Linked DNA regions of Mus musculus: regions 1, 3 and 4 are each linked to region 2. A link is a contact called in public Hi-C data. All regions are on one chromosome and are shown on one strand. The core of a region is the stretch at or near the end of the contact, and the rest is flanking DNA. Distances in the headings are between cores, read along the strand shown. Region 1 overlaps Atrnl1 (attractin like 1). Region 2 overlaps Atrnl1 (attractin like 1). Region 3 has its middle 6.7 kb from the start of Gm41875. Region 4 overlaps Gfra1 (glial cell line derived neurotrophic factor family receptor alpha 1).

Region 1 (5,559 bases), core at 1,273-3,772, 240 kb after region 2:
AGGCCTAAACTAGGAGAGACAAGGTGGTTATTGCCCAGGCGCTTGCAGGACTAGAACATGGAGCTTCCCCTGATATATCTATGCTTAGGCAATAGGTCGCTGGCCACTCAGCTCTTACATCTCACGAGGCTAGACTCATTGCACGGGATGGAGTGAGTGTGCTTCAGCAGCCCGAGAGAGTTGCAAGGCTAAGCACTGCAATGGAAAGGCTCTGCGGCATATATGAGCCTATTCTAGGGAGACATGTCATCTTTCATGAAGGTTCAGTGTCCTAGTTCCCTTCCCCCAGGCAAAACGACACGGGAGCAGGTCAGGGTTGCTCTGGGTAAAAGCCTGTAAGCCTAAGAGCTAATCCTGTACATGGCTCCTTTACCTACACACTGGGGATTTGACCTCTATCTCCACTCTCATTAATATGGGTGGCCTATTTGCTCTTATTAAAAGGATAGGGGGAGATGTTGGGAGCCGCGCCCACATTCGCCGTTACAAGATGGCGCTGACAGCTGTGTTCTAAGTGGTAAACAAATAATCTGCGCATGTGCCAAGGGTATCTTATGACTACTTGTGCTCTGCCTTCCCCGTGACGTCAACTCGGCCGATGGGCTGCAGCCAATCAAGGAGTGACACGTCCGAGGCGAAGGAGAATGCTCCTTAAGAGGGACGGGGTTTCGTTTTCTCTCTCTCTTGCTTTTTCGCTCTCTTGCTTTTCTCTCTCTCTTGCTTCTTGCTCTCTTGCTTCTTGCACTCTGTTCCTGAAGATGTAAGAATAAAGCTTTGCCGCAGAAGATTCTGGTCTGTGGTGTTCTTCCTGGCCGGTCGTGAGAACGCGTCTAATAACAATGTGCCAAGTGAAAGATGTGAGCCAAAAAATGCCCACGTGGTGCAGGACTTGAGCAAAGGCAATGTCTGGAGAGGTGACTGTAGAGACAGGTGGGAGAGACTAGAACTTGGGTGGGTACCAGCACGGCCATGAGCGGGATGGCCGAGGGACTGGGGCTTCCTTTGCCGAACACATCCTCAACTGTGGTGATAGGTGTGGAGCTGTAGACCTCTGTGAACATCCCGAACACCATTAACTGCACACTTGAAACAGGTGTAGGGTAAAGGGCATGAATTCCATTTCAAGAGGCAGTTGCGAAGACAGTAAGCGAAAAATAACTGTATAGGCAGAAGATCTGGGGGAGAGCTTCTCTCTGTCAGGAGAGAACACTGCCTCAATAGCTCTGCATGGTCAGGACTTTCTGACAAAATGCTGGCAATTTCAGACGATTATTGAATGACAAGTAAATGCTGAAAGTTAAGGGCAGAAATTGTCAAGGCAGCTTAGACACCTCAGTCAGTCTTTTGTTCCAACGTGTTGATAAGAGACAAGTGTCTTGTTCTCCTCAAACACTCTGTGCTTACATCCCAAAGCAAGAACACTGCTCTCAAGACCCAGAGTGGAGGAACAGCACTGTGAAAGCCACTCTTTATCATCTACAACCCCCCCCCCACACACACACACACACAGAGCCCTGCTGTGGTTTGATCAGCTGTATCTCACTGTCTCATCCTGAAGGGAGCTGGGTCCAGAGAAGTGACAGAAATCTGTAAACTGTCTCAGAACAATACAGATCTCAAATTCTTGACAGTGCAAGATTTGTGTCTGTCTGTCTGTCCATTTATCTGTATTTTTAAGTTAACAACTACACTGTCATCTAGAACACATCACCGTTTCAGACATAATACCTAGACTTCAATAAAAACAGATTCTACAAAGCCCCCCCCCACATACCTCTAAAAATACCCATGTACAATATGGAAACAAAACTTTCCTGAAGTTCAGAGCCCAGAGCCAGAGAAGCTCACTGCCTACTTATAGAAACATCTGTCATTCTTGAGTTGGTGACACACACGCACATGCGCGGGCCGCTGTGCCCTTCTCACTTGCTCCCCCTTCAGGCTGGGCTGTGGCTATGTTTTGTACAGGTGCAGTGGAGAAGGTGAGCAGTCTATGCTAAGGCAGACTGCAGTGGGCTGTACTATCCTGCAGACTCAGCTGCCCCCACGCCCTGCTCCCACGGAACAGCATATTCTCTTCCTAAATTATGGACTGATTTGACAAATGATGAATTTAGGACAAAAAAAAAAATGGAAAGCACAAGCAGACTCATATTATATATCCACCAGAGGAGGCGCTGCTACAGCAGTAGAGGTGAAAGCATGCAAAGCCAATGTTTAAAGCAGAAATCTGTTCAAGATGAAGATAAAAATAGGGGAGGCTGAAGACACAAGCCTGCTGTTTGTCGAGAAGAACAGCAGCATGATTCATGGGCGGAAAGGAGCCTGGGCTCTGCTTAGGATGTGTGTCCTTGGGAAGCCAGCTCCTCCTCCGTCTGAAAGGAGCACTTGGGGTTTAAGGTTTGTGTTAAAGAAATGACAAGAAGCAAGAAATGACTACGGCAAGAAATGACTACAAGCACTTAGCAATCAGATTCCTGACAATTCAGACTTACACTTAAGGCTGGCGGAGTCAAACTTTCAATCTGACTAATGGGACTTTGTACTGAGTCATTTGGGGCACAGAGGGTTGTAAGGGATGGAGCTCAGTCTCAGGATGCCAGAATAAACATCTCCATTAAATCTCACAAGGCCGCAGCCCAAGCTGTGTCAGATGTAATTCAATTTCCCAAAGAACAGGGCAAATGGCAGCATTGGAGATGGCCTGTTCCCAGGGTGGCTGCCAGATAAGACAGTTGAAGACCTCGAGCTCTAGACCTTTCATTTAAAAGGTCAACTGCTTCTGATGCTACCAGCGACTAATGTGACACTGCTTTTTTTTATTCATACACACACACACACACACACACACACACACACATATATATATATATATATATATATATATATATATATATCATACATAGAGAGAATTTTAATTCTAAACATTCACAGATAAAACAAAACACAATGCCTATTGCTAAGTCTTTGTTCAACATTACATCTGAAATCACAGCCTTAAGTCTGGCTGCAGAGTCAAGGCCCTAACAGAAATAATAAAGGAAGGCAGGAAATGGTGTGTGCATTTCTAAAAACATTTGAGAGTGATTTCTGCGTGATGAGAAACTAAGGCCAGCTTGTGAGGCCTGGCACTCTTACACAATTACTGTCCGAGGATCAGATAATGAAATATAGTCAATCCAATATGTTTTCTCATTAAACAAATGAGAATCCAATGGCAAAGCAACAATATAATTACAAAGCACTGTGAATAAACAGGATGCTGCCCACATTGATCCAGCAAGTCCTTGGGAAATGTGCTCAAGACTTTCTGACCAACATTACCACTCAAGTGTAATTGATTTTTAAATAGTTATTTAAATAGACATTATTTAAAATGTCTCCAATTTTATATGAGTAGTGACAATTTACACAATCACTTGATATTATTGGCATAAATTAGTTAATGGATTTTTATATTATAAATGCATTAATCTTCACATGCATTTTAATGTTATAATATATTTTAATTTTATTGTAAATTAATCATGTTTCCCAATACCATGACAACTCATAGAGATATGTTCCCCCATAATTATTATTTTATTAGTACTTCCCTAAAACACTAGTGATTGATTTACAATAGCTGGAATAATAGTCATAACTTCCTTAGCAGGCAAATATCCTACATAGAAAATGCTTCAGATGTAGGTAATCACTTCTCTTAGTTTTAACACTAATATGTTAGGAAGGTCTGTAAGATGATGGAGCACGAGGTTTCAGACTTATTTCTCTCTCTACTCCACACACTTGACAAGCATCTACCTACAGAGAGACCAATTCCCTCTTAGAGAAAGCCAGGGACCAACTGACAAGAGTGTACCCTGGGCAAATAAAAAATCTAAGCAGACAGGAAGACCAAGCTCACGTGCAAACAGCACAGCTCAAAAGTGTGGAAAGGGTGCCCCCAGCACAGCTGGAGAGGGTGCCAACAGCACAGCTGGAAAGGGTGCCAACAGCACAGCTGGAAAGGGTGCCCCCTGCACAGCAGCAAAGGGTACCCCCAGCAAAACTGGAAAGGGTGCCAACAGCACAGCTGGAAAGGGTGCCAACAGCACAGCTGGAAAGGGTGCCAACAGCACAGCTGGAAAGGTTGCCAACAGCACAGCTGGAAAGGCTGCCAACAGCACAGCTGGAAAGGGTGCCCCCTGCACAGCTGGAATGCCCAGCATTTCCTCTCAGAAATGAATGGTTTCTATGACAAATATAAGATTCCAAGCTTCGTGTTCATCCTTGACGGTACTGGGTGTTAAGTCACCGTGCTTTGAAGGCAAAGAGGACTCTAGAGAGCAAATAAATAACATTCAATGGGGGCATTCTTCCAGGGTTGTTCCCAAAGAGGGTGTGTCATCCTGAATGAGCCTGAAGGCATTTAACATAGAACTTCTCCCCATCTTTACTGAGGAAGTGAAAATCAAATCTAACACTCATCTTCTCCACGAGAACAGAAGAAATCAAGACAGATATTGAACTATGCAAGCTTTCCCAGATGTATCTCAAAAAAACTCATTTCAGTCTTTCTTTGAGAGGCCATGAAGCACAGCGGTCTCCTGGGGGCCACTGAGGGAACAGCTCTGGGCAAACACAAAGATTGGAGAGGCACCAGACATGTTGGCCTGGTTAAACATATACATAATTCTACAGGACCAGAGACCCAACATAAAGGAACACAGTGAAATGTGCTCCAGATGAAGGAATGCTGAGCCTCTACAGCAGTGGGCCTCAACTTTCCCAATGCTGTGGCCACCCAACCATAGCCAGAAACCCTGTGAAAGGACACTAGACTCTCTCCAAAGGGGCCACAACTCACAGGCTGAGAATAGCTGTACTAAAACCTGGTTTTATTGAATGAAGTCACATTATTTACTTCAGATAAAACCTCAGTCATTCAGAGACAAAGAGGTAATATATAAAAGGCAGACTTTGAAAGTAGAGGGGAAATAAAAAATTGAACAGATATCAGGCAGAGATCGCAGGCGCAGAATAAAAATCACTCAGGCCATGGATTCCACAGATCAAGGGAAGAAGAGGAGGGTGTGAGATGAGGAACCAGAATAGTCTAGCAGGATGCATAAAAGGCAAGGTAGACCAGATGGCTGAAGACAGGTGCAAGGATGTAGAGACAGTGATAAAGAACACTGCACAGGAGACATTACTCTAGTGGGAATGTAGGGGGCAGTGATAAAGGACACTGCACAGTGGACATTACTGCAGTGGGAATGTAGGGGACAGTGATAAAGGACACTGCACAGTGGACATTACTGCAGAAACAGGAAGGGAATGGGACAAAGGGAACAGAAACCTTACTCAAAGAAACAGTAGAGGAAAACTATCTAAACCTGGAGAAGAAAACAGAAGACTAATGCTAGCGAGTCAAAGGCTTTAAAAATAATACAAATCTAAAGAGAAGCCCATATAGCCCCAATAAAACAATCTGCTGGAGGCTCCGGCCATGAAAAGATGTTGCTTATGAGAAAGGGTCCACAGTATTTGTTGATTTTATTTTTTCAGGCTAAAATG
Region 2 (5,419 bases), core at 1,626-4,125:
CATAGATGATAAGCCAATTTTCTCCATACTCTGTAACTCAATAAGTCTTTAATGGCTTCTCAGATAAACAGATGGATGTCATCAAAAGGCACAGGATGATAAATCTGATTGGTGCCTGAAGAATTCGCAAGGCTTTATCCCTGAACAAGCACGAAGAGAAAGGGGAGGGGAACCACACTTAAGCCCCAGCATGGGAGTTTAAATTATTTGCTCAGAAACAGTTGTATTTCCCAATGGCACAATACTAAAAACAGCACGGACGGCTGCATCCAGGAAGGACAATACATCTTTTTAATTAGGCTGCTCCCTTTGAAGACGTACACTGTTTAGTCTAGCTGTGTTTACTCTGACTTAGTTGATTATTTTCATACAGACTTCCAAATATTCAATTAAAGCCCCTTGGAAGATTATGAATTTCATTTATCCACAAAAAAAGCCTAGACTTTACAGACACTGAGGTCCAAGGCCACTTCTGCCGGTCAAGTGTTTCCTGTTTGTTCAGATAGCTTCTTGGTGTCCAAGTCACCAAACTATTTGTTAGGAACATTCGGTAGAATGTGATGTCTGTCACCAGAAAGGCTAAATTCTGGATGCGCACCAACAACCTCACCCTCCAGGGGAGACTTGTCTAGGTGAACCCAGGACAAAGGCTGAAGGCTTAAGAGGTGCTTAGAAGGTAAATGACCCTTCAGTGGGTGGCCACCCTTGTTTCTGGGCTGTGATTTATGGGAAGGTTCTATGGTTTTAAGTGTTAACGTAGGAAGCTTCTCACTATGGCCAGAATGCAGTATTAGATTTCTTTTAATATTGGTGGCTAAGCAAGCCACTTCTTTCCTAATGTTAGGGGCATTTCTGAAGGAATAGAAATGCCATGGTCCTCATCTTCAGTAGAAGATATTACTTTCATATATTTCTAGAAGGCCCAGAACACACACACACACACACACACACACACACACACACACACACACTTTTCTATGACATAACTAAACTGTTCTAGAGAACCCAGTCAGGTCAGAACAAATTTCTTTTTATCCCCAAAGCTCCAGCAGGTGCTTTGTGGCACTCTCACCCCCGGATGCTCCCTCCTCCGTTGAATCTAATTTTTAGTAACTTCAAAAGAAATAGCAGGGCATTCTTATACAGTACTCACTACAGACCTGACGTAAGTCGTAGCACATCCGAATGGCAAGTCTAAAGAGAATCACTATTGTTATCCACTCTGTAGATGAGAAGACAACACCAGAGAGACTTAGGAACCTGCCTAAGACCCTGCAGTTACGAAATGGCAGAGCTAGGAACTGAGCTCAGACAGCCTGGCTCCAGAGTCTATGCTTTTAAGCATTTTAATATTTTACTGTCTTACATAAAAGCTTGACTCATGTATAAAGATATCCACGATAGGATCAGTAATCAAATCAGATGGGCTGGCCGGGTCACAGTGAACACAAGGGTGATGGTCTGTGCCCTGGAGTACAGTTACTCAAGTGATCCGGGGTGGGGGGACATAAGGAAGCAATGCACCAAGAAGGTGGGTGTCCGGTAGCCAGTGGTCTCTCTCAGAATGCTTGGGTACCACCTGATAGGTAAACTGCACATTTCAAAGGCACTTGATACGTGTTGGAAGATGTTGCTACCAGGTCCCCTGTGTGCTGAAGTGTGGCCTGGTCTTTCTGTCAGGTGACTGCTGTTCTGCCCTCTTATCTAAGCCTCTGCCAGGCGGCTGGCCTGCGGAGTTCACCGGCCTGCAGTTAGGCCCTTGTGATCTGCTCCTGGATTGCAGAAGGACCATACCCTTCTGTCCCACAGTTTCAGTTTCACGGAAAGGGGCTGTGGCTACACCTTATGTCTGTCTTCCATGACATTCACAACGCCTTAGCTAGCAAATAAATTGTGAAAAAATATTTCCTGAAATGTAGCTTAGCAATATGTATTGAAAACCTAGCAATGTACCGTGTGTACATATGAGCTAACTTCAGAGCTAGAGATGTGGCCTAAGTAAATAGTCTGAGAGGAAGAGAAAGTTTTATTCGGGGACTCATCACAGCATTATTTATAACAAAAGGCCTGGAAAGAGCATAAATATCTAAGAAGAAGAAATAATTAAGACATTTATGATACATCCATAAAATGCAATATTATACAGTCATTAAAATTATGTTTTTGAATTTTTTTCTGAAGAAATTTTAATGAGTCGTTATGTAACATTTGTTGAAAATGAAGAATATAGGACTTCATTAAAAATGATGCCACTTACATAAAAGAAACCTAAATATATCTGAAATCCTGGAAAGAAATAGGACTTTTTTGGTGGATATTTCCAGGCTGTAAGACGTTTGTTTCATTTATTTTTTCCAAAAAATGTTAGAGAAATTATACATTAAGTTTTCATCATAAATTCAACCAATAACGTATAAATATCCATGAGCTTCCAGGAAAGCGGGCAGGTTCCTACGGTGATAGCCTGAGGTATGTGGCAGTGTGCAGAAGAGAAACGTAGCCTTCCTTCGCAGCCTCCCCACTACATGCATGTGCACACATGTGCTCATGGCCACACACACAAGGACACATTTCTCACTGACAGTAGCTCCTAGCTCTTTTCCTTAGACGTCTGGAATCCCAGCCAACTACAGACGGGCAGAGAATCAGATCGTCTCCGTGACTGCTTTTATGTAAATTACCCCGGCTGACAGTCACGCCATTGTGTGACCTAAAGTCCTCTAGGCTAGAGCTAGGCAGGATGTTTGTCTCATAAGTGCTTGTGCAAATCACTGCAGCCTTTCCCCGGCCTCCAGGCTTCTTCTTCTGCACGTGTAAAGTTAGACACAGTCATTCATTCCCTTCTCAAAGCCCCGAGGGTCTGATTGACAGGCACTGCTGTGGTAACGCGAGACGGCTCCTGCTTCTTCTGTGCTGCCCACAGCTTAGTCAGAGAGACAGAGTGTAGCAGACTGACTTCTAATGAAGTAAGGGCTCATCAAGTGTCACATTAACAGATGTGGTCATCACTGGTTATCAGTGGTCACCTCAGCAGGCGAACTTTAATAGGGAAACAGGGAAAGGCTACCGAAGTCAGATGAGAGCTGGCTGTAAGGTAGAGTGCTGAGTACCAGGTATTTGGCTGAGAAAAACTCAATGGGTCTAGAGTCATCCTCGGTCTCCAAATACTAATGACTCAAGTGTATATAACCTCCCAAGGCAGCAGCCTTGAGGGACAGCTACCAATCCAGTGCAAACATTCTAGCACCGAAAATCCTATAGCATAGTGGCGACTCCAAATACTGAAAGGAAATTAAGACCTGGGACTTATTACTGTGAGAACAGGGGTATTCTCAAGCCTGTGGAGAAGGAAGCTGCACAAGCTAGGGGTATGAACAAGACGAACTCTCCTTTGTCTGATGCTGTTGTGCTAATGTTGCTGTCCTTGCAAGAGAAGAAAGAGCGCCCCCCCCCCCCCCACGGGGAACACATCCGGGGTTCTGGGCTTCCTCCCGCAAGGAGGCTTTGATGCTGTCTCCCACCGCTCTCTCCCGTTAAAGATGGTATAGATAGATGTGAACCATGATTTTAAGGATCTGCAGCAACTGAATACATTTTAATAAACTGGCTGATGTTTTCAATGAAAAGTCTTGGTAATTCTCACATTTAACACTCATAGTTTCTAGAGGAAAGAAATTTTTTTTTAACCTTGTGAATACATAGGGATTTAAGAAAGAGGGACACCAATCAAAGTTACAAAAATAAAGGTTTAGATTTATTTTCTAATTAACATTTTATCGTTTGGACCAATTAGTCTCAACAAGGCTGAGATTCTGCGGATTTCCTAGATCTGACACCTGTGCCTTCCTAATCTGCTGGCGACAAACACGATGTAAATTGACCAATTACAGGACTGAGTCTGGACGCGCACCAGCAGCAGTGAAGCCTGGGGTTCGAGTGTGAAGTGTTCTGGGACAAAAAGGAGTCATGTTTGATCTCTGAGTCATGTTTAAAAATCCCTGCTGGCTTTCCATTTTGCTCTGTCATTTTAAATCCTGAAACAGAGCAGATTAGACGCAAGCCTTGTGTATTTCCTGTAAGCGCCTTTTTCTCCCTCAGTTCTCTGGTCTATTTACTACTTCCTGGTCAGGAACGCATTAGAGGACAGTGACTGCAGCCATAAACTTTAGAGAAAGAGACAAAGCAAGAAGGCTTCAGACTGGGGTTTCTTCTGTTGTGTGGTTGGTAACTGCAGGTAAGATTTTGCACCTCCGTGTTCCTAATCAACACACAGCTACCTTGCAGGGCTGCTGCTGTGAGGCTCAGTGAGAGGAGAATGGGGAACAGTTGTTCAGCCATCTCACAGTAAGCACTCATGATGGGCACAGTTTGTTTGTGGTCCTGGTCTTCGTGTGAGAGTCCTTGCCCACATGGACACTCACACCACATCAAGCCAGTCCCAACAGAAACGGTGTTCAATCGAAGGCCCGTCCTTATAGCAGTGCCCTGTGCTCAGATCTGCAGTATTTATAGATACCCAGAAAGAAAGAGTGTCATAGTGACATAGCATGGTCTGGGCACACTTAATTTATTTTAAACACTATCAAAATAAATCCAACAAAAATATGGCCCTACTTTGTAAGCGTATCATGATTCCGTGAGAAGAGTTAAGCTTTTTAGGATACTTAACCTTATACTTTCTGATTTATCTATCCAAAATGACTTAAAGATGCAAGGTAGAACTAGTCATCAAAAAAAAAAAAATAGTTACATTCTAACAATTCAGTAGAAGAAGCAGGATACAAACTTTAGAGGACCAGACAGCAGAGGCACCAGAGAGCCAGTAAAGAAACCCCTTCATAAATGGTACATTTACACAATGGAATACTATCAGCTATTAAAAATGATGAATTCATGAAATTCTTGGGCAAATAAATGGACCTACAAAATATCATCCTGAGTGGGGCATCCCAATCACAAAAGAACACACATGGTATGCACTCACTGATAAGTATATATTAACCCAAAAGCTCCAAATACCCAAGGTACAATTCACAGACCATATGAAGCTCAAGAAGAAGGAAGACCAAAGTGTGGATGCTTCGGTCATTCCTAGAAGTAGGAACAAAACACTCACAGGAGCAAATATGGAGACAAAGTGCAGAGCAGAGACTGAAGGAAAGGCCATCCAGAGACTGTCCCACCTGGGGATTCATCCCAGATACAGTCACCAAATTCCAACACTATTGTGGATGGTAAGAAACGCTTGCTGAAAGGAGACTGATTATAGCTGTCTCCTGAGAGGCCCTGCCAGAGCCTTACAAATACAGAGTTGGATACTCACAGCCACCCACTGCACTGAGTGTGGGGTCCCCAATGGAGGAGTTAAAGAAAGGACTGAGGGAGCTGAAGGGGTTTACAACCCCAAAGGAAGAACAAC
Region 3 (5,409 bases), core at 1,143-3,642, 170 kb before region 2:
GTTCCCATGCACACGGGCCCGGAGGAGGGTGTCATATCCCTTGAATCTGGAGCTGCAGACCTCTGCCAAGACAACATACTTGCTGTATGGCTGCTGGGATATGAGCTCTGGTCTTCATGACCCTGCCGTGTGCTCTTAACCACCGGGCAGTTCAGCCTCACGGCCCCTCGGAAACTCCCCTCTGGAAGTGTCCTAATTTAAAATCACACCCCTGGGAGCCACAATCCCACTGGAAGGAGTCCATCCCAATTTCCTCTGCAGTGTGCCAAAATCCATGCAGAAGTATTTCCTATCGTCCTACCACAAGATGATGTAGTGGGTCAAATAACCTGAAAAGATCGGAAAAGGTAACGCTACACACTCGTTTTGTTACTTTTATTATTATTATTAAAGTTTTTGACAATTTCATACACGTATCCAAAGTATTTTGATCAGATTCACTCCGTTGCCCTTATTGTCTGATCCCCCCCGCCCCTAACATCCTCTTTCCAGCCAGCCCCTCCCCTGCTTCTTATTTTGTTGATATTTTCATGGTCTGCTGAATTTACTTAGGGTTGCTTGCATGAGCATGAATGGGGGAGGTGTTCACCAGAGCCTGGCCAGTTTCCCCTTGGCTATACTACTGAGGAAGATAATGTCGGAGTCCCCAGCAGCTCATTAACTTCCACAAATGTTTTTGAAAGGTAGCTGTAAACAGACTGAAAAGGTAAGCTTCTGTAACAGCCACGTCAAAAGCAAAAGCGTGGGGAAGCGGAAACGACGCTCCTATTTGTATACTCATAAATGTAATAAATAATGCTTATACTAACGAATGTAAAAAGTGATGACAGATGACAGAAAATCAGATGACAAGAGCTGACAAGCAGGCAAGAGATTGTGCGTACATTATAGCTACAGGATACAGATATGAATACATGACCAATGGGTAGATGACAGAATATAACAAAGAGAAAACATTGATAGATAAGTACATAGAAATAAAAAAAGATCATAAATAAATAGTAGACACAGTGATAGATATCAATACGTGAGAGAGGCATTATTACCTAAGTAGTTTTTATTATGTCCACATATTTTTATTACTTTTGCTTTGGAGAATAAGATGCAGAGGAAACCCAGGCTGTATCCTGCCTGCCACTATCTCAGCTTCCAAGTCCTACTTTACAAAAAGAAGAGGTGATGACCCCCTCTGCCTCAAAGCTCTCTGGAGGCTAAAGTTCCCTCTTGCAGCCACACATCCCAGGAAGCAACCCGCAGCATCCCTACAGCACCGCCTGCAAGATTAATTGCCTCAATTTTGGGAAGAAACACCTCCAGGCACCTGGTGTGTGCTGTGTGCATGGCAGAGTTATAAAAATCCCTCACCCAGTGGCTGGATACTCGGGTGAGTCAGCTCCAGGCAGGGCTTTCCCAGTCCAAGAGAGGTTGGGTTAGCTCTTGGCAGGATATAACCAGCCCTGAAGATATGTTCCTGGGGGGCTCCTGAAGAGCAGCTGCTAGCTATCAAGAGTTCACATGCACCAGACACAAGATGGACAGGCTGCATGCCTTAGATTATATCAGCTCTCACTGCAACCACAGCTTCAAGATAGAATCTATTTTCAATTTGTAATGGAAGAAACTGCCTCTCAGAGAAGGCAGAGTTGGTGCAAAGCCACATCACCAAGGAGGGATGGAATTTTTTTTTAACCTTTGTCCAAGGCCAGCACCCAGGTAAACTATGGTAGCTGTGGACTCAGGCCTTGTGGCGAGATAGTCTCCTGGCTGCTGATCAGGAAAGGTCATGAGAACACACAGTTTCTCCACACACTGCAGTCTCCTCCTCCCACACTTGGTGCTACGGCTTGAGAATAGCCCAAGTTGGTTAGACTGTGGTGTGAGCTTGTCTCAGAAGATAATTAGATCACCTCCCTCGTCTGGAGGAGAAGAATAGCAGATTTAAAAAGAAATATGACAAGCCATCGGAGTGTCAGGACTGCTCCCCCGAGAGAGAGCCACGCTTCCATTCCGGTCCCTCATTCCAGACGTGGAACCAATTAAAGTAGCTGCAATGCACACATTTAAACCAAGCGACAAAAGACAGCTAAAGTGTTTTTAAAGAGCCACTTTGCCCACAAACTGCACTCAAAGAAGCAGAGCTGACCCGTTACACTGTAACTGCGCAAGTGCAAGGCTCAGCTCTGAGGTATTGAGGGCCATCGCAGGTGCCCCTACAGCCATCCCCATACATCACTTGCCTCTGGATCCTCACTGACTTAGTGGCACATGAGAGAGGTGAGGCAGACATGGCTTGTGTTTCCGATCCTTTGCAAGGAGCTGCCTTAGGGAAGACTTGTCCCTGCCTGGCCCTAGCATTAGCATGCTCTGCCAATCCTGCTCCACATTTGGACAACTTTGAAAGGGGCAGCATTCTCCCCTCTGAGAAGCCCCACCCCATCAGTGCAGCTCTGTTTGCCTCGTTGCCTCAGAACTAGAATGTCCAAAGTGTGCAGACCGAGGTCAGCTTCCCATTACTGTAGCAAATTTCTGGGAGAAGCCATCTTAAAAAGAGAAAAAGTCCTCTGGTCTACATACATGCATGTGGTGTGCACACCCCTGGCACACACTCAACAAATGAATGTGATGAATGAACTGGAGGGTCAGTATGAGCCGGTCCCATTATTATACATGTACAAAATTCTTTAAAGTCTCTCAAAAGGCTTTGGAGGAAGAGTTGGGGCTGAGGAGATGGCTCAGTCAATACATTCCTTGCAAACATGAAGACGTGAATTAGACCCCAGAGCCCACATTGAAATGCTAAGGCTGGTGTTATACACTTCAATCCCAATGCTAGGGAGAGGGGAAACCACCGTGCACATCCTAGGTGCTAGGTGGACAGCCAAATTGATCAACCCCAGATCCCAGTGAGAGACTCTGTCTCAGAAAATAAAATAAATTAAAATGTAAAAAGATAAGGTAACTGGAATCTGAGGAATGACACTCAAATTTGACCTGACTTCTACATGTGTGTGTTCAAATGTCTACATCATCTATATCTGCATCATCTACACCAACACACATACATAATACATATACACTTACATAATACAACTATATACACATACACTATATACCCATACATACATAAAACCACATACCCATACATACATACAACCATACAATCATACACCCATACACCATACATACATACATACACACAATCATACAAACATACATACATACACATATACACAATATAATCATATACACATATATACACACTTATATAACCATACATACATATATACATAAACACATACAACCATAAATAAATACTTATAACCATATAACTCTACAAATATTTACCCATACATACAACCATGCACCCATACACCATACATACATACATACGTACAACCATACATACATACACACAACCATACAACCATACATACATACACACAACCATATACCCATGCAACCATGCATATATATACATATGTTCGACCATATATATATGCAACCAAACATACATAAATACATACATACATCCATGTAAATATACATATAAGAGAGTATAAGAGAGAAAGATTGATGGATTGGTGATTGACTGACTGATTGATTGATTGACTGGGCTCATGATTTTGGAAGTCCATCACTGGAGGAAATCTTGGCAAAACCATCTACCTCACAATGGGACATAAACAGACAAGGAGGAAATGACCGGATCCCACAATCCCCTGCAAGGGAACACCTCCAAAGACCTCAACCTCCTTACTAGGCCCCACTTGTCAAAGCTTGCACCTCCTCCCTATAGCACCAGTGTCTGGGTCAGTCAGTCCTTCAACATGTAGGTCTTTGGAAGACATGCAGGAAGCATACTATACCAATGGTGATGGAAAGTGAGTTTTATCTGCAGTTGTAGGAGAATTTGACTCCTCCTGGAGAGTTCCCCCCAAAAAACATTATCCACACAGCCCTCACCTCAGCCCTGTTTTCCTTCCCTTGAAAGAGGATCCCGGCTGTGGCCTGTGGCCTTCCGTGACTGCCCATTACTGTAAGAGGAAAGAAGCATGCTCTGACAGCTGGTTTGTGATCCCTTCTCTCCCGGGGCTCTCAGGTGATGTCTCCTAAGGGAAAGGAATTCATTTTGCACAACATCTTCACACCCAAGCTGTTTCTGGCCCCTCCTACCAGCCAGTGTGATGCTCCTGATAATCCTCTTTCTGTATATGCAGAGGAAGGCCCTGCATACCTTTGTTGGCCGACAGCAGACACAGTTTCCTTCAGCCCAGCATCTCTCAGCCCTCCCTTCAACACTGGGACCTCCTTTGATTTCCTGACTTGCTTTCATGACCTCTCCCAACTCCAAAATTGCAAGGTATTTTAATGCACAATGCGCCATCCACTTCTGCAGAACACATCTACATACTTGAATATATTCGGGGGAGTTTTAAAGGCAATTTTTTTTTTTACAGAATATTAAGTGTCCTTTGAAATACTCTCCACTATAATTTAAGAGATTGCCCGTGTCAGATGCGCAGCCCAGGGATGCCAGCAATGGCTTTAGGTGACAGCTGTTTGCTCTAGTCTGATAGCTGAACAAAAGCAATAGAGGGCTGGGCTAGTGGTTCCTCCAGAGGACACTAAAATGTCCTAAACCAGGGTGTGGGGGCTGGAGCAACTCACAGTGTATTGCCACCTCTCAGTAGGATCACTGTCTGCACAAGGAGTCCTCGTATCCAGCTTCCCTTCTGCAGTAAACCTCGCACGCAGACATCAAGTCCTATTGACCAGGTGCTGTCTAGATCCTACAGGTCTGTCCACAGCTCCCACCGTGAAACCCACTTCCGTTTTAGGTCCCTGATTGGCTTCCATCTTTTCCCAATTGGAGCCAAAGATTATTTCTCCAGGGTGCCCTCTTCCACTAATGGCTTACACAAATGCAGGTACCACAATAAATCTCGGTAGCCACCCGGGGGTGGGGGAGAGCAGACAGACCTCTCTCAGCTTTGCTGACGAGGAAACAGACTCATGTGAAGTAACTTGGCAAAGCCTCAGGAGCAAAAAGGAGCATCAGGCTTCAGGTGTGGGGAGCCTGGCTGGCCTTAGATGCCGTACCTTGGGTTATCTTGGCTCTGGTAAGCCGTGTCATTTGTCCAGGCCACAAAAGGATTAGATTCTCAAGGAAACCCGTGGAATTAAATTCATAATCTCTGGGTCTATAGAAACCAGGGTATGCACTTGGACTCTTCTTTTCTTAATTTGCTCTGCGGAGAGTGAGACATTGTCCTTTTGATACACAATTTGTGGGTGATATTTTAAAGGGATTTACTCAGATTTGCCCAAGTCCTTCACAAGAACAGTCAGATCCCATTCTCTGCCCTCTGCTAATCTGTCTCCTCCTCCAGAGAACTCATCTATCCCAGC
Region 4 (5,547 bases), core at 2,243-4,742, 180 kb before region 2:
TCTATTATTCAATTCTAAAGATAGTGTCTTTATCTTTCAAAGAACTTCATAGGACTGGGGAGATGGCTCAGTAGGTAATGTACTTGATACCCAGTATGAGGACTTGGATCCTTAACACTCTTACAAAAGCCAGTGGCCTGTCTCTTTAACCTTAGCAATGGGGGCTGGAGGAGTGGGAGGGGAGACTGGCCCATCCCCAGAGCTTTCTGACCAGCCAGTCCTGCTGAACTGATGATTTTCAGGTGCAGCGAGATACTCAGTTGCAAGAAATAAGACGGAAAGCAACTAACTGAGTGTCAAGCACGTGCACACACAAATAGATGCACACACATAGTACACACGTGCATGCTCACATGCATATGCATGCACACATGCATTTCGCAGCCTATGTGCTTTTTACCATACTTTAGCAATCTAGCCAGCAGCAGGACCAACTTCTGAACTATGGTGAACTCCATCCTGACTGGCTTTCCCTTAGTCCTCTAAGAAGACAACCTACTCACGTGCAAAGCCACTGAATGTTCCAAGCCTGCCCTCCTGGTCCAAACCCTAGCGCCTTTTGTCCTGCTTGATGGAAACATGAGCTTCCAACGCTGAGCGTGTCTCAGTCCTTTGGTGAGGATGCTGTTTATGTAACAGGTAGATGAACAGAATCACAAAAAAGCAATAATTGATTTAAGGAAAACTGAATTGAATACATGAGGTAAAAGCAGTTTCCTTTATAAAATATTGCCTGTCGGTTAGTGAGAAACAAGGTAATTATAATAGTCTGCAAAAAGGGATAGAATGCATAAAAGGAGATGGCAGTCGAGTTCCTCTGTGGGTATCAAACGCTCCCCCATTTTAAAGCAACTGAAACTGGAGGCTGGGAATGTGGCTTGTTTGGTAGGGTTGGTAGAATGCTTGCCTAGCACGCAGGAAGCCCTGTGCTCCACCTCCATTGTGGTGTTACCCAGGTATGGTGTCTTACACCTGTAATCCCAGCTCTTGAGAGCTAGAGGCAGGAGGACCAGAGGTTCGAAATCATCCTTAACTACTGAGCAAGTTTGAAGCCATCTTGGGCTACATGAGATCCTGGCTCTTAAGAGTAAATGAATAAAACAGAAAAAGAAAACTAAACTACGGGTCTTGTAGCTCCTGGTTCATTGTGGCTTGTGTTAAACAGAAGCCAGAGAATTCTGTTCAGTGGATTTGTCTTATACAAGAAAAAGGAGGTGCCCTTGTTTCGTATGGGTACCTGCTGAGGCCAGACCAAGGGTGGTAGATTTTCCAGGGTTGAGTTACAGGCCATTGTGTGTGGGTTCTGGGAACAGAACTCAGGTCCTTAGTGAGATCGGTACATTCTTTTAGCTGCTGAGACAGCCCTCCAGCCCCAGCACTTAGGTTTTAACAGAGTTGGATACACCTGTCATGAGTGAGCTTCCCCTTTCTCTCCTCTCTGGTCAAGGATGAGAGTTTGTCTTCAGCTGTAGCAGGAGCACAGGTGAACTCTGACTTAGGCTGGCATCAGAACCTCAGACCCTCCAGACTTCAGACCTTGTTTCCCTGTCAGCTTTAAGGCTGTATGGTACACTGTACAAGTCCAACTTCCTTTTACTTCACCGGGACTCATTGTTGGAAGCCTCGTCTAAACACAGTATAATAGGTCTGAGGCAGATCTGCTCCGGGTAAGGAAGTCACCTCCATTGACGTTCGGCACCCAGCCTTATGACCAAGCTTGGCTTGTGCATCTGACAAAGCCTGCTGCTCTGGGTCTTCAGGAGTCTGTCCTGGGTCTTTGGGAACCAGTAATGGGTGAGAACCATTTCCCAGGCCTTCTGAGTGCTTCTCACAATGAGAGCCTTTGGCTAAGGCTCAGGCAACTCTGAAATGTGTTCTGGGACAGGAGGTCAATGTGAACTGTGCAGTCTCCATGGTAGGAAGGATAAGTGTGACCATAGTTAACCCTTTCAAAGGACGCTCCTGGTGCACCAGGCTCACTTCCCAGTCCCTTCCTTCTTCCTGGAAGAAGCTGGAAGGAAATGGGTCCCTTCCCTGCTAAGCACAGGCTCCAAAAGACAAACGGCCAGGCACAGAGGCTCTGAGCAGGCCTTATTTATGGGTTCGCTTGTTTTGCAAAGCTGACATTACTGCGAATTATTCAGGCCAGTGGCTGCATGCAGTTGCTACCAAGTTTGTAGTGAAGGTGAGTTTCAAAGGAGACAGTGAGAGAGATGTTAGAAAGGCTGGCCAACTGCTTGTGACCAGATTGGCAATAAAAACCTCTCCAGTTCTCCCAAAATTCAGAAGAAAAAAAAATCCCAAAACTTCAGAGTCAAAAAGCTGCAGAGTGAAAGGCTTGAGAGCACAGTAGCTCACAACCTAGCAGGGACTCTCCCAGGGCTGCTGCTTTCCTGTTTTCTCTTTACCTGCAGAAGTTCATTTGGGCAGATGCAGATCAAGTGCACAGTAGACTCGTTACGTAACAAGTACTAACTATAAATGTACATCGTCAGGTGAGTAAGTAACCAGTCGAGAAATGGGGTCTGCGTAGCAACTTAGCCTGCTCAGTTTCTCTTGGGATTAGGTGCACACCCTTCTCTGTCCATTTGTTCTCCCAAGAGAAAGTCAAGCATGCTCATTTAAACTTGTCTCCAGTACTTCAGAAAGACCTCTTGATATGGCTTCCCCCAGCCAGAGTCCCATTGATGTGGCAGAAGAGGCTCCTATGCTAATGAGCTGGTATTGACAAGTGTGATAGATACAGCCAGGTACTTAGTGAGAGCAGAGTTGATTGTGTTTTACAGCCTGTGTGCTTCTCTGTTTATTGCTTGTATTCTGTCATTAAGCAAACAGGTTCCTAATATAGCAGATCTCTGTAATCAGTAAAGCAGGGGAGAAAGGAGCCAGAGCACATTAATTATGACCATTTGCCTGTAGCCTGGACAGTCTGTTGCTATTGGACTGCGAGCTTCTTCTGGTTTTATTTCCTGGAGTCAGAGCAGAGAACGGACTGACGGCTTTTTCTCCCGCATGGAGGAGAACAGAGAAATGTTCCATGCCCTGCTGGCTGACAGCTGCCTAAAAACCCGAGATTAAACACTGGCTTCTCCACAGAGATGGAGTCCTGGGGCAGCAAAGGCCAGGCTCTGCACGGGCATACTTTTAAGTCTCCAATTCCATAAACAGGCCAGGCACGCTGCTCACAAACCTGAGCTGTCCCCAAAGTCCTGTAGAGCCTACTGTGGGCAGAAGCCGGTGGGGACTCCGCTGCCAGCTATAAATTACGTGTGTGTCCATGTGTTCTGCACTAGAGTGCTATTGGCACCAAGACTGGCTTTGCAAATTCTGATGGCCAGGGAAAAAAGGCAGAGAGGCCACTCTGACTCCAGGTACCAGAGGTTAACAGCGTCTAATGCATTTATTAACCCTCTGGTGCCAGGGTCTGGTGAGGTCTGGCCTCCCAATTACAGAGCCCTGGAAATTCTATTATGTGACAAGCCTGGACTTGTTGATTAGCACCAGGGGCAGTTGTGTAACAGCTGCTGGAGGGACAAAGCCTATGGAGACTCTAAAGGGCAAGCTTTTGGGCTGTGGTTTTTCTAGACTGTAGGGAAGGCATCCACTTGCCTTTCTTAACCCTTGAGCTGAAAACCGCCAGGTACTGCATCTTGATGGTGACATTTCACACAAAGCAGAGTCAGGAGTCTTTGACCAAACCACAGGACCAGGAACTAACCGATAGGAAACACACTTTCATAAAGGACATTAAATAATTCTTCATTTTTTTCAGCCTACTGCAACAGTTGTTGAAATTAACTATTACAGAAACAGATTAGACTTCCCTTTTTGTCCTGTCTTTAGAGACCCATCCTGTATTAAAGCCAGAGAATGCTAGGGCAGTGTCCATGTAGGTGTGGGCTGCTGGAGCTCTGAGTCAGGTGACTGTGTGACATCGTTATCAGGGAGCAGGGAACCACAGCAGACCCTCACATGCTGTGCCAGCTTATCTTTTTGGACCTTGGCTTTACCAGTTTATACTTTGCTGATGACAGCTGCTTTTCAACTTTTGAGTTTAGTTTACTCTGTATCAAGTCTCAGGAGGTGGTGTGTGGGTGTGTGGGTGTGTGGGTGTGGTGTGGTGTGTATGTATGTGTGTCTATGTCTGTGTGTGTGATGTGTACATGTTTGTGTGTGTGCTGTGTGTGTGTGTTGTATGTGTGATGTGTGAATGTTTGTGTGCATGCTGTGTGTGGTGTATGTGTGGTGTGTGTGTATGTGAGTCTGTGTGAGTGTTGGATGTGTGTATGTGTGTGTGTATGCTGTGTGTGTGTGCTGTGTGTATATGTGAGTGGGGGTGTCCCTGTGTGTGTGTGGTATTTGGTGTGTGTATGTGTGGTATATGTGTGTCTGTGTGTGGTATTTGGTGTGTATATGTGTGGTGTGTGTGTGGTGTGTCTGTGTGTGTTATATGTGTGTATGAGAGTGGGGGTGTCTGTGTGAGTGTGGTGGTTGTATATATATATGAGTATGGTGTGTATGTGTGAGTGGGGGTGTCTGTGTGTATCTATGTGTGTATGATATTTGGTGTGTGTGTGTGTTTGTGTGTGTGTGTTTGTGTGTGTGTGTTTGTGTGTATAAGTACTCGGCAATCACTCAACAGTTGTTGAGATGTGTGATTCCCTGCCACTTTACATTTGAATTTATCATAACTGATAGCAAGACTGATTGTTTAATGACCTTTTAAAAAACATTCAGGATGAAAATCAACCAAGCAGAAATAACAGGTTGTTCCTGGGGCTTGTAGAACGGGCTTTAAGACCCAGATTTTCTCCAGGAGGCTCTGGGTCTGTAGTAGCATGTTTCTGATCCTTAGAGGTCACTGGGACTCATGCTGAATACAAGATTCCTAAGCTCGAAGCCAGCCACCGTTCACACCTATGAGCCTCCTTCTGCTCCTCTGCCTGCTGATCACACTTGATCTGTAGCTAATTCCAGGAGCTGCATGGACCCTTTGGCCTGTATCTTCTCAGTCAGGGATTTAAAACATCTCCCATCTGTGTACAGTCCTTTGATTTTTATTACTCAGGGCCACACACTTTACATTGTCCCCTGCTGGATTCGGGTAGATCCTGCAAGACGTCTGTGTTCACCCTATTCACACTCCTGGTGACATCCACAGTACCAGTTTTGTCTATAGGAAGCTTGCTAAGTGTATTCTGAAAGCGGGATTTATAGATTTGCCCTGGCCTGTGGAAAGCCAGGCCTCTTAGTGTGGGCACTGGGAAGGCTACCATGGGAAACCTCTTTAAGTTGGGCAGCATATTCTCACTTGGATTCGGCATTTTGTGTAGTTATGCCCACCAGGATGGCCCTACAGGCTACAGGTTAACTGTTAGAGGTTCATACGATGCTGTTTGGGGAACAGAAGCCCCCAGGTGATACAACCTTGGGGATGCTCTGAGTGTATTTTCCAGAGCCAGTAAATAATCACTGCATCCATTCTTGAGCTGGCAGTTTAGGTGTGGACGTGTTGACCTCCTGGAGAGTTTAGAAACATTTTATTTA

What was found. Hi-C and Micro-C count contacts between places; a contact is called where the count stands out from the background.
Region 1: a Hi-C map of the N1E-115 cell line shows a contact between it and region 2, with 5 times the contacts expected there. The contact joins two enhancer-like sites. A contact is called at or near these places in 4 of 484 Hi-C or Micro-C datasets (MC3T3-E1-derived osteoblasts, the N1E-115 cell line, cerebral cortex and 1 more).
Region 3: a Hi-C map of the N1E-115 cell line shows a contact between it and region 2, with 3 times the contacts expected there. The contact joins two enhancer-like sites. A contact is called at or near these places in 2 of 15 datasets of contacts at CTCF or cohesin (large pre-B cells and pro-B cells), 5 of 484 Hi-C or Micro-C datasets (the CH12 cell line, the N1E-115 cell line, liver and 2 more) and 1 of 9 other capture datasets (embryonic stem cells).
Region 4: a Hi-C map of the N1E-115 cell line shows a contact between it and region 2, with 4 times the contacts expected there. The contact joins two enhancer-like sites. A contact is called at or near these places in 3 of 15 datasets of contacts at CTCF or cohesin (the NIH/3T3 cell line, large pre-B cells and pro-B cells), 2 of 484 Hi-C or Micro-C datasets (the N1E-115 cell line and liver) and 2 of 115 datasets of contacts at active chromatin or transcription factors (bone marrow-derived dendritic cells and large pre-B cells).

Annotation. Positions count from the first base shown.
Region 1 is chr19:57,822,389-57,827,947 of GRCm38.p6, reverse strand. All of the region lies in intron 26 of Atrnl1 (attractin like 1), which reads right to left. Among named protein-coding and RNA genes, the nearest start is that of Gm52385, 100 kb to the left of the region's middle. Within about 2 kb of position 2,522, at least 50 of the 459 cell types and tissues checked have an H3K27ac peak or open chromatin away from gene starts, as enhancers often do. A contact at or near this core is called in the N1E-115 cell line and muscle stem cells, where this site is marked.
Region 2 is chr19:58,058,392-58,063,810 of GRCm38.p6, reverse strand. The region is part of intron 28 of Atrnl1 (attractin like 1); the gene reads right to left. Among named protein-coding and RNA genes, the nearest start is that of Mir5623, 9.9 kb to the right of the region's middle. Within about 2 kb of position 2,875, at least 63 of the 459 cell types and tissues checked have an H3K27ac peak or open chromatin away from gene starts, as enhancers often do. A contact at or near this core is called in the N1E-115 cell line and muscle stem cells, where this site is marked.
Region 3 is chr19:58,223,099-58,228,507 of GRCm38.p6, reverse strand. No RefSeq gene overlaps it. Among named protein-coding and RNA genes, the nearest start is that of Gm41875, 6.7 kb to the left of the region's middle. Within about 2 kb of position 2,392, at least 9 of the 459 cell types and tissues checked have an H3K27ac peak or open chromatin away from gene starts, as enhancers often do. A contact at or near this core is called in the N1E-115 cell line, where this site is marked.
Region 4 is chr19:58,242,241-58,247,787 of GRCm38.p6, reverse strand. All of the region lies in intron 9 of Gfra1 (glial cell line derived neurotrophic factor family receptor alpha 1), which reads left to right. Among named protein-coding and RNA genes, the nearest start is that of Gm41875, 13 kb to the right of the region's middle. Within about 2 kb of position 3,492, at least 21 of the 459 cell types and tissues checked have an H3K27ac peak or open chromatin away from gene starts, as enhancers often do. A contact at or near this core is called in the N1E-115 cell line, where this site is marked.